2 separate regions of the Anser cygnoides genome follow, and region 2 is linked to region 1. The links are chromatin contacts, called in public Hi-C maps. All regions are on one chromosome and are shown on one strand. Each heading gives the region's core, a stretch centred on a gene start, on an enhancer-like site or on the middle of the called end of the contact. The rest is flanking DNA. Distances are from core to core; before and after follow the strand shown.

What was found. Hi-C and Micro-C count contacts between places; a contact is called where the count stands out from the background.
Region 2: a contact with region 1 is called in a Hi-C map of liver, with 10 times the contacts expected there. The contact joins the enhancer-like site here to the promoter of RPS3 in region 1. A contact is called at or near these places in 5 of 7 Hi-C or Micro-C datasets (fetal liver, granulosa cells and liver).

Annotation. Positions count from the first base shown.
Region 1 is chr1:210,587,430-210,590,329 of Taihu_goose_T2T_genome, forward strand. RPS3 (ribosomal protein S3) reads right to left here and starts at 1,532. Exons shown (of 7, transcript XM_013191299.3): 1 at 1,385-1,532; 2 at 858-988; 3 at 422-515. The coding sequence starts at 1,414. LOC125180048 (a long non-coding RNA gene) reads left to right here and starts at 1,986. Exons shown (of 2, transcript XR_010828470.1): 1 at 1,986-2,900.
Region 2 is chr1:210,743,124-210,746,023 of Taihu_goose_T2T_genome, forward strand. All of the region lies in intron 2 of FCHSD2 (FCH and double SH3 domains 2), which reads right to left. Among named protein-coding and RNA genes, the nearest start is that of FCHSD2, 8.2 kb to the right of the region's middle. Within about 2 kb of position 1,353, at least 3 of the 3 cell types and tissues checked have open chromatin away from gene starts, as enhancers often do. A contact at or near this core is called in fetal liver and liver, where this site is marked.

The DNA of each region.
Region 1 (2,900 bases), core at 282-2,781:
GCTCATTCTGTAACAAAGCACTTTTTAAGGGTAACGGTAACGTACAAATAAAAATTACGCTGCTAGACTCGTTGCTCACCTCAGTATTGGTACAGCAACATCCTCTACAAAACAGAATCACTGAATAGTTTGGGATGGAAGGGACCTTAAAGACCATCTAGTTCCAACCCCCTGCCATGGATATTTATAGAGATCTGCTTCTCAGATATTGGGAAAGCAGCGAAAACCAGCCAAACTGACAGCACTCAAAATACCACCAAGAGCCAACCATCTTCTCCTTTCAGGGCAACAGCATTTTGTGAGAACAGGTAAAACGCGCCCCACGATATCTCCAAACAAACTTTCAGCTGAAACCACACAGAAAGTGCACACAGCTAAGTGAACAGCCCACTTACTACTGGTTTAACTGAGGCAGTTTTACCTCAACGCTTCCCTCAGGAAAGCCAAACCTCTTCTGCACGACAGCTGTCAACTCCCGGATGCGGCGCCCCTTCTCACCCAGGACATTCTGGGTCCTGTAATGGATAAAAAACAAACACAAAAAACAGTGAGGTATAGCCGAGAAAGTAAACACACAAAACAGCAAAGTATAACTGAGAAAGTGTCCCCATGTCAGAGCCTGCAACCGTCCCAGAGAGCTTCCAGAGAGCATCTAACCTCATCCAACCTCGACTAGTAGGGGTTGTAATGTCCTCATCCTTGACTAGCAGGGGTTGTAATGGTGCTGTACCACTGAGTGTCATTTCAGAATTTCTTTCCCAAATGTCTTTCCCGAATAACGTTATCGTTTAAAGTTTCAGCAGCACCACTTACAGCCTGGAACAGCCTCCACGACCCAAGAGCAACGTGTCAGTTACCTGGTGGCAAGTATGATAATCTCAGTCCTGGTTGGAGTGACCCGGACTTCTACTCCAGAGTAGCCATCTTCAGCCAGTTCGCGAGTCAGAAACTCGTTCAGCTCAGCTTTGAAGATGCCATCAGCGACAAACTACAAAACAAAGGGGCCAAGTCAACCTCTGGTCAAGCACTCAACATAAAAATCAGGGTTTTCCCAGTTTAAGCCTGGGCCAAATTCATGCCTGAACCGGCCTGCAGCCCAGCAGCTCCTCTCCTCACACAGAAATAAGAAGGAATAAAACCCTCTGCCCTGAGGTTCCCAGGCACAGCTCCCCTTCCTCCGCTCAGCACCCCGCCAGCCTCCCGCCGCCATCTTCCCCACCGGGCCTCCGCGCCGCATCCGCCGCCATCCGCCCCCATCCGCCGCCATCCCCCCCTATCCGCCGCCATCCCCCGACGACAACGAAGCCCGAGACCTCCCTCAGCGCGGCCCCGCCGATATGGAGGCGCCCTGAGGCCGCGGCGACGCGAGAAGCCCCCCCCTCACCTTGCGCTTCTTGGAGATCTGCACCGCCATCTTGAGCCGCGCCGCCCGGCGGAAAAGAGGGAGCGGGCCCTCCTGGGAGGGCTATATCTGCCTTCCGCCGCTCCCCATTGGCCTGCCGCGGTCACGTGGGGCTGACGGCGGGGGACGATGGGAAATGTAGTTTTTCCCGGTGCCGCCATGTTGGCGAGGTTTAACCCTCCCTCTGTCAGAGCGTTTTTCCGCCTTCCCAAGCGGCTGCGAGCGCCCTCAGTCGGCGTTAAAATGGCTGGAAACCCGATGTGAAAGGGCCCAGGCGCTGACAGAAGGATAATTCACCCCGAACTGCGGCCTGGGGGCGGTTACAGAGGCCGTCCCCTCATGGATGCCATCCCTGTCGCCATGAGGGGAGCGGCGCTGACGGGAGGGCGCCAGCCCCGCTCTCACCGCGTTTTGTTTCGTCTTTTACCTTTCTTCCTATTTTTAGTCAGTCACAAATGAAGGAAACGCCCCTCAGGAAAAACGTGTGAAAAGCACAGGCGAGCTTTTCTACTATTTGCAGGGAAACCTCAGGAGTCTTGGCAGCTCGAGAGTGCCAAACTGTTATCCCTTACTTTAAGTAAAATTTAGCAATAGCTATTAACTATTTACAGTTACCTATAAACAGAGATTATGGTTAACTGTAAATTTTGAGCTATGGTAGATCTTTTCTGCTGTGTTTGTGCAGCATCTCGAGGGAGGGCTGTGATCCCTCCGCCTCGCTCAAGCCAAATGACAATAAACATGACAAATGTAGTTGCAGGACAGGTCTTCTGAGGTGTTTTTTTTTTTTACCTTTTTTGACATCATCACCTCTTTTTTCCTCTTTTGACATGTCATCACCCCTGCAGTCTGGGCACTGTGTTACGTGAATAACAACAGGACGGGATTTCTTGCATAAAACTTCCATGGTGGCCAAAGATGGGGAAGTTGGTCATTTTGTTAACATTTTAGGGGATCACAGGCTTTTGGATGTGCTGTGTAAATTAGAAAATAATAATGGGGAGAACTAATAAATGAAAATATCCATAAACTTGTGGGTAAATACGGACTGTTTGGGAAGAGTCAGAAAATGGAAGTCCTGCCTTGCAAACCTCACAGAATGGAACCAGAAGATTTGGGGATAATAGTGAAAAAGGTTGAAAAAAGCTGCTTGGCTTTCCATAAGGCTTCTTTTGGAAAGCCTCACTAGAGATTTTACAAAAACTGAGCAGCCACGGGTGAGGGCAGGGGCACTGCACAGCTCTGGTTGTACAGAGAGGGCCTTATGTGGCTGCTGCAGGGCCTCTGTGCCAAATATATATATATATATATATATATATATATATCAAGAAAGGAAGAAGAAATGGGATAGCATCATTTCGTGGTTCTGTAAATACGTCTGTGGTCCACCTGCATTGTGCCATCTGGATCTCCCTCTCAGAGAGGTAGAGGAGAGGGGTGTTGACAGGTCTGGGACCACCTCTGTCTGCAGTAACCTGTGCAGGCTGGGAAGATAAAA
Region 2 (2,900 bases), core at 103-2,602, 160 kb after region 1:
GCGTTGGCATCGCCTCCCTAAACCAGAGCTCGTTCATACACAAGCCTTAAAGCCAAGAAGTGGGGAAAAAATATGAATTTCTCTTCCCGATGCGCGTAAGGAGCGGGTCGGTGCTTTCTGAAATCGCTGCTTCTGCTACAAAAAAACCAAAGGACACTAAAAACAAACCTCCAGCAGGTCACCAAAAAACTGCGAAGCTACTTAGAAATATCGAAACATGAGATCCATTGCGTTTTATATGCCAGGGATTAAAAAAAAATGGGAGTGTGGTCCATTTCTCAATTTCACTGTGCCAAAATAGGCTTGAATCCTTACACTGTGGCTATGTTTATACTGAAATTTATTTTTTTTTACAGAAAACTTGGACCTTCCACACCCAGTAGGCAACATTTCTTCTTTTTAAAGCGCATTCCAAGCTTCCCTCAAACAGCTCCAGTCAAAACATCACCAGATTTTTTTATTTTTTTATTTTTTTTTTAATTCCGCCAAGAATGCGAGGATCTCATTAACTGACTGCCTAATTACAGGTAACGTGCCCAGACCGCAGATCCTGTGGCATCTTGAACTGGAATATTATTCAGAAGCAACACCACCAGCTTTGGAGGGGGAAAAAAAAAAAATCTGAGATTTCTGCCGCACGAGTATTCCAGCGAAGAATTATGCCGCCGGTCTTCAACTGATTAAGAGAGCTTGGAGAGAGGAGAAAAACCTCACAGTACTCCAGTAGTCACTAGTGGTGAGGAAGATCACCCCGAGAGGAAAGAAATGCGTTCAACTCCGAAGAAAATTGCAAGATTTAAAGAAATAAATAAAAAATAAGCCTCCAGATCTAATGGTTGTGCAAGGAAAACCTTCCCGAGCGAGCCAAACCATTCTAATATAATATTGTCCATGGTGTTTTCTTGAGTTTTCCTCGTACCTCTGCTGTTTTCTGCTTTGTGAAGGCTTTATCAGATTCCCCCTAGCCAGAGGCAAACCAGGACAGGGTTGAAAACTTTGCGAGCAAATTGCATTCCCTGCAGCTGGGGACCGGGAAGAACAGGACGAGGTAAGCCCCTCACCGCCACCTCGCCTCGGGGCAGGAAAAGGAAAGCTCTCCCCTAACTCTTCAGGATCTCTGATGGGATCCTAGTACTAATTAGTGTCCATATATACAAACGCACATTCTTTTCTTTCCAGTTCTTTTTCCATCCTCCAGCAGCACCTCCCGTACTGCAACGCGACTTCTCCCCCCCCATTAAGCAATCAGGGTTGTGGCTGCAATATTTGATTTGTTGCACTGAAAACCTGGAAGCACGGTTGGTTTCTCCTCCGGTAAGCTGACTCCCTGCCAGCGTTGCCAGAAACCTTATCAGGAACCTACCGACGGAGTCGGCGCGATTCCAGGAGCACAGGCAAATTCCACCGGCGAGTGCAAAGTATATTCGCAGCAAAAGGTTACGCGCAGCTGGGTTAGGGAGAGCCCAACTCAGCCCAGAAAAGGACACGTTACGACTAGCACCAGCTAGCTAGCTGCAGGTACACATTCATTCATGTTCTGCTTTGGTTTTTAATTTGTTTTGCCTTTTTTTCTTTGGATTTTTCTTTTTTTTCTTCTTTAAATCCATCCTGTTCACCCAGGCTTGTTAGGACAGAGGCGAGACAAGGTGTGGAAGTGATGTTGGAGGTGTGGAAGTGATGCCCTTGATCCAGGAGCACAAACAAAATCCCTGGCCAGCTCCTCCTTCCCTGCCCCCTGCAGACCGCTGCGTCCCCACGGAGCAGGCTACGCCAACATTAAATACCACAGCACCTCGGAAGCGGATGTGACGGCCAAGAAGTAATTAAATATCACAATCAGAACTGGATAAAGAAGGTAACGGGGGTGAAAACCAAAAAAATAACTTGTTTGGTTGGAAGGAGGGATCAGTCTTCATGAGGCAGACCTTCGGAGGAGAGGATGAAGGCAGCACACGCTGCACGAAGGCGAGATGGAAGGAGAACGGCAAAGGACTGGGAAATTTAGAGGAGAACGTGGCTTTACCCAAAAAAGATGAATGAACGTAGAGGGTAGATGCTGGACTGGATGATGACAAGAGAAATTAAGGAGGGAGGAACCACAAGGACAGAAGAGCGAAAGGAACAGGCAGTACCTGAACATATTTGCAAGCATCTCTGGGACACGCAAAGATCATGAGCCTGTGATTTGGGCAAGTCCTTCCGCACTAGGAATTGAGTTGAAACTGATGAAGAATTAAGTTTGGTTCCCCGGCCACTCGCTCCTCTCCCACTAGCAGAAATGCTCACGGGGCCACACAGCCAGCAGCACCAGAGGACGGATTTACCTACAAACAGTCCATTTTGGGGACAAAAACTGGAAAAGGTGTGTTTTCAAGGGGGTGAATTCCCTGATCTACACTGCTCACCCAGCCACAAGAATCCCTATGATCCTACAGAGCGACAGCAAAAACAAAAGTTGGCGAGCAGAGCCGGCCCTTCAGCAGCAGCCCAGACGTCAGAGCGGATTAAAACTGCCACGTAACCACAGCCTCGTTCTCTCTGGCAAAGCATGAAAGCAAGGAAAGAAGACAAAAAGACATTTTGAGGATGTAATATCAAAAACTGCAGAGGCTCGGGAAGTTCTTCTGGAAGGCAGGCCTTGGGATGATGTCCAAGGCGAAGCAACCACCACCTACCAAGTTCGTGGAGTCGGTCGCACGTACGTACCTTACAGAAACACCAAACGAACCCAAGCGTGGATCACACAGAGAGCTTTACGCTCACCAATTAAATAACGCAAGGTCTGAAGCCAATATAAAATATACGGAAAGTGCCATCAGCTCGGATAAATTCAGCCATTCACAACCCAGTTGGCCTTTGGAAAGGAGATGAACTTGCTCCCTAGAAGAAGCCAGGAGTGG